Linked DNA regions of Mus musculus: region 1 is linked to region 2. Evidence: chromatin contacts called from public Hi-C data. All regions are on one chromosome and are shown on one strand. The core of a region is the stretch at or near the end of the contact, and the rest is flanking DNA. Distances in the headings are between cores, read along the strand shown.

Region 1 (2,700 bases), core at 188-2,687, 300 kb after region 2:
GTGATCAAGGATCTGAAATCTTTAGGGAATAATAGGCCACTGCTATTGAGTGCTTACTATAAAGCAGACACAAATCTATACAATTATTGACGTTTTTAACCTCTTACTGTCCCATGAGTTACTATTATTAGCGTCATTCTTCAAACCAATAAGCTAGGCAAATGACACCACTCATTCACCAAAATCTCACAGCTATTAACATGTGTTTGATTCCAAGCTGTCTGGATTTCTCGATGTTTTCTTACCACTCTGCTGTTTTATGGAGCAAATGAAGAACAATTCATGTGTCAAGCTGCAGAAGTAGAATTTTTGATGATCAAATAAATAAAATTGGAAACACTGGCTTTGTTAACTAGAAACTAAGAGCTCTTGAAAGTAAAGAAAGATGACCAACCGATATCTGAACCCAATCTGGAACACACAAAAGGAGAAACAAAAGAGCTACTTTGGAAAAAAAAAGAGTTAAGAAGAGTTATTCAGTTGAAACCTGTGGCTAATAAAGATTCCCCCATGAGGAAAATATGTAATAAAAAATATTAATTAAAAAAATGAGCCAAGATAAAAAAAAGTGTTTTAAAAGAGAATTCTGGTCTTGGGGTTGGGTATTTGATGTGAGTTCTTTCAGGAAGTGAGAGGCTAGACAGAATACCCTCATGGCAGAACTTAAGCAAATACTTGGGTTGATATCAATGCTGAGCACCAAGTAGGAAAGGTACATCATGCAGCAGGATTTTTGAAATGAGGTCTGGAACAAAAGAGGAGCAAACATATTATAAGTTATATTATATGCTTAGGAATGAGTGTGTGTGTGTGTGTGTGTGTGAGAGAGAGAGAGAGAGAGAGAGAGAGAGAGAGAGAGAGAGAATAATGAAAGAAGAAAGATTTTAAAGACAAAGGGAAAATGCATGGGAGGGTTTGGAAGGAGAAAATGGAAGAGGAAAATTGCATAATTACAATCTCAAAAACTTTTAAAAAGAGTATTTCTAATTAAGTAAGGTTAAACTCAAAACTTTCATGAGTAAGATTATATGGACTTCCTAGAGAGATAGTAATTAGCTATCAAAGTTAGATCAAAATCTAATGTAGAAAAATTGAAGTAAAAGTATGAAGTTATAAAATCTCTCTAAACTAATAGGAATGAAATAAGGAAATAGAAAAAAAAGAACAGTGTTCAAAAACAGCAAGAAGGAATTATGAAAAGGAAAGGGAAATGGAATAATAAGAATTGATAATTGCATGTATTAATTTTCCAAGTTACATCTTGTCATAAACATACTAGCTAAACATAACATGCATTTTCTATCTCAAAAAGTTTGTGCCAAAGAAGACACTGGTATTTATATCTGCTTCTAAGAGTCCCCTAGGTTACAATCACAGTGTTGGCCAGATTATGGCATTGCCTGGGGTTTTGGAATAGCGCCAAAGCTCACTGGCTATTAGCAAATTCATTTTGTTTTGGCTGTAGAAACCAAGGCTACTTTCCTCTGGCAAAAGCGGAGCATCTGTCTCTGCTGTCTCACTGAATCCTCCGTTTAGTGATTTGATTGGCTAGAAAAGTCAAGAAAAATTTCCTTTGGATTACCCTAAAGTTAAGGGGTTAAGGGCTGTGATTATTTCTTCAAAGTCTCTTTATCACTGCCTTATAAATCGTGGGGATAATGGTCTGTCAACTTTGTCATGTATAGATTAAAAGATAGGTACATCTCCTTATAGTCAATGAAAGGTTTTTGTATAAAAGGCTGAGTCATTGGTGGACAATTTAGAATCCAATTACCACATGAAAGTGCATATAGTCAAAGAAATTTGTTCCAAGACTCTTGTGAATGTTTGAAACCACAGAAACTAATAAGCTCTGCTTGTCTTGTGTCCTATCCTACATTTACACATACGGAAAGGATTAATTTATAAATTTGAATAGTAATATCATTAATAATAACTAATACTAAAATGAAATACTTTTAAACCATATATATAGTAAGGTTGTCAGTCTAACTAGTTTTACACATCAGTGCCCTTATTAAGTAAAAGGGATGTTATCTGGATATAAGTACTGAAACACTGCAGCAGTCAATGTGATAAGTGGGGCAGTACCAATGAGAAGTCAGCATACACAGCACAAATCATCCGGGGAAACAGCTGGGGAGCAGCCCAGGGTGTACCAAGCAGAATGACATGAGAACATACCCTGGTACTCAGAAGGACATCCATTTCAAACCATACATTTCATTTTTCTAGAATTTTTCAAGTAATGTTTTTGAAGCCTACTTGATGACATAATAGAAACTGTGCAGATCAAAACACAACTAGTAAATGAGAACTACGGGTAAGATGGACTTTTACATATAAAAATATAAGCGTTTAGAGGAGAATAAAAGGGAAAAAAAACTAGCCTTGACACAAGATGAGGACGCAGTAAGATGAAATATATTATTAAAGTATTTATTCAAGGTACAACAAAGCAACACAAAATAATTAAACAAAACAAAAGGATAAATTAAGAGCCGTGGAAGAATAAAGATTTTCCATTTGATGGGAGGACCCTATTGCTGAAAACACTTGCAAAGCTGATACTTACCTGGTAGCTTCATCCCTACTGGCTAGATTTCATATTATTGGAACACGCTAGGTATTATATTGGGGAATAAAGGGAATCATGTGTCTTAACCTATCAATCCTTTGAACTATAATATGCCTGGGCTG
Region 2 (2,700 bases), core at 197-2,696:
TTCTGTCCATTTTTGATTATCATCCAGCCATTTTTCAAATCTAGTTTCAGCTGACTTTCTCCACATTTTTGAGTGTCTAATTATTAATCTAAGTTTTCAGCATTGAGAAGATACCAAATATACATCTACTCAGGAGAATAAATGAGGAAAACCATAAGCTGAAGCTAGTGTAATATAAGATAGCTTGTTACTGCCACCCTATAGGTGGAACAACAATATGAACTAACCAGTACCCCCAGAGCTCATGTCTCTAGCTGCATATGTAGCAGAAGATGGCCTAGTCAGCCATCACTGGGAAGAGAGGCCCCTAGGTCTTGCAAAGTTTATATGCCCCAGTACAGGGGAACACCAGGGCCAAGAAGTGGGAGTGGGTGGGTAGGGGATCAGGGCAGGGGAGAGGGGGGGAGTGTATAGGTGACTTTTGGGATAGCATTTGAAATGTAAATGAAGAAAATATCTAATAAAAATGACAGCTTGTTAAATATAGTCCGTAAAAGCAGACACACTCTTCAAATATTTTCATTTATGTATGTATGTGTGTGTGTGTACTCCAGAGATGTTATCTTCTCTGGAACTAGAGTCACAGGTGTTTGGGACTCGTTCACTCTTGCTTTTCAGCTATTGAATGAACATTCTAAAGCTGGGTGGTGGTTTAGTAGGCAAACATGCTTGTTGTGTCAATGTGAGGACCAGAATTATAATCTTCAGGATGGAAGCTAAAGTTAGACTTATATCTGAAACAACCATAATCCCAAGGAGATGGGAGGCAGAATCTAGAGAATTTCTGTGAAACCTGTGTGCTCTATAGACAAATAAATGTAGCAGAAAAGTAAGAAACTCAGTCCCAAGTAAGATGGAATCAAGAAGCCCATTGGACACGCAAACTTTATATGCCCCAGTACAGGGGAACGCCAGGGCCAAAAACGGGGAGTGGGTGGGTAGGGGAGTGGGGGTGGGTGGGTATGGGGGACTTTTGGTATAGCATCGGAAATGTAAATGAGCTAAATACCTAATAAAAAATGGAAAAAAAAAAAGAATCCACATCGGAGTTTGTCCTTTGGCCTCACATACATAAAAGCATACACACACACACACACCACACACACACACACACACACACACAGAGAGAGAGAGAGAGAGAGAGAGAGAGAGAGAGAGAAGACAAACAAGAAAATGAATAATCCATCAAAGTATCTTTTACCATACTTGTGCATCTGTGCCAATCTGCCAAATTTAGGACAAGCCAGTAAACCTGGAAGGGGTTTGTTGGCAGAGACACAGAGCACGTCTACATGGACTGTCTCATGGACAGATAGAACTTTCTGTTTCTATATACATCCTTTCAGACTTGTTAGCTTCCATTTCCAGTATCCAGCGCTGTGCAGGCTTCATTGTTGCCATTCCTTAAATTCCCTTCTATCAGACAAGGCAGATAACCTGGCTTTGAAGTCCCCAGAAGCCACGTTGTCAGTTATCTCAGGAACCCATGGAAGTACACATGAGAGCAGGCATTAGAGACATGGAGATCAGAGGCTGCTTCAAAAGCGGCAGGAGCTAGCTATTCTTGTATTGAATATTCTTGCATCATAAGGGGCTCTGATGCCAGGAGAGGGTGTGTTGGACTCCGTGCTATCTGGTTGAAATGCATTTGTGGTTTAAGCACCCAGAGTCCTCATTTGAAATCCTCCGTTTGCAAGGGAAAACTGTTTGTGTTCTGACCCTTCCTAGCAGCATTTCCAGAGGAACCATGTACCATGCCATTTTTCCATGTCTATAATGTCAGGGGTGGGATTAGGAGCAGAACGGAATGCCACAGAAGAAGGTGGCTGCTCTATCTCTGCTAAGATGCAGTGATTACCTCAGTGTTGAATCCAGGCTCCACTATGTCCTGAAGGGCTGTAGACATTAAATGTATATTTGCATGTTTGTATGGATCTGCTAAAAAGTAACTGCTTCCCTACCAAGTGAGAAAATATTGCCACCTCTTCCACTCTCCATGCAGCGAATTAAAGGGATAAATTAGGTTAGATGTGAACACCCTGCACTGGAGTTTCTCTGACAAGTGCATTTGACAAGTGAGAAAGAGAAGGAAGAAAGGAGGCTCTCCTGGCTGCGATTCACTTGGTGCAAAATGAGAAGTGGAAGATGGGAAGGCTTACTGAGCTAGGGTATGAAGCTGCATGTCCAGGATAACTGAAGACAGCAAAAGGCGCTGTAAGGAGCCTCTCCTGAGAAACTCTTTAGGACAGGGGCCTGGCTACAAAATAACTAACATGTCCCTATTGGTCGATCTTCCTTCCCTTCTTCCAGTAGAATTTTCTCTTGCTGTTGTCCACGTGATGGCTGTATTGTTGTTTCAACCACGATAGCACTGAAGGATGGCGGTGTTCTCTCGGTTTAAAAAGACTGAAAACTGAAATGAAATCTGCTTTTTTTTTTTTTTTTTTTTGATGAGATACTGAGGAAATAATTCCGCAGATCTCTCGTACTTGAATCAGACTTCTCAGTTGGAAAAACAAGAGCAACACAAACAACCACATTTCCTCCCTGCTTTGTTTGCATTGTGGTACTGTATTCCATTTCAGAATCAATGGGGACATGTTTCACAGTACAGAAATCAAAACACACAGGGTTGAAGGGAAACAATGGTTATGATCCAGCTCCTATTTCTTATGTAAAAGTTAGACCATACGATAATGT

The links. Hi-C and Micro-C count contacts between places; a contact is called where the count stands out from the background.
Region 1: a contact with region 2 is called in a Hi-C map of the N1E-115 cell line, with 5 times the contacts expected there. The contact joins two enhancer-like sites. A contact is called at or near these places in 7 of 484 Hi-C or Micro-C datasets (the HPC-7 cell line, the N1E-115 cell line, embryonic stem cells and 1 more).

The regions. Positions count from the first base shown.
Region 1 is chr3:118,285,709-118,288,408 of GRCm38.p6, forward strand. No RefSeq gene overlaps it. Among named protein-coding and RNA genes, the nearest start is that of Mir137, 150 kb to the right of the region's middle. Within about 2 kb of position 1,438, at least 3 of the 459 cell types and tissues checked have an H3K27ac peak or open chromatin away from gene starts, as enhancers often do. A contact at or near this core is called in the N1E-115 cell line, where this site is marked.
Region 2 is chr3:117,987,190-117,989,889 of GRCm38.p6, forward strand. All of the region lies in intron 3 of Gm32344 (a long non-coding RNA gene), which reads left to right. Among named protein-coding and RNA genes, the nearest start is that of Gm32344, 23 kb to the left of the region's middle. Within about 2 kb of position 1,447, at least 5 of the 459 cell types and tissues checked have an H3K27ac peak or open chromatin away from gene starts, as enhancers often do. A contact at or near this core is called in the N1E-115 cell line, where this site is marked.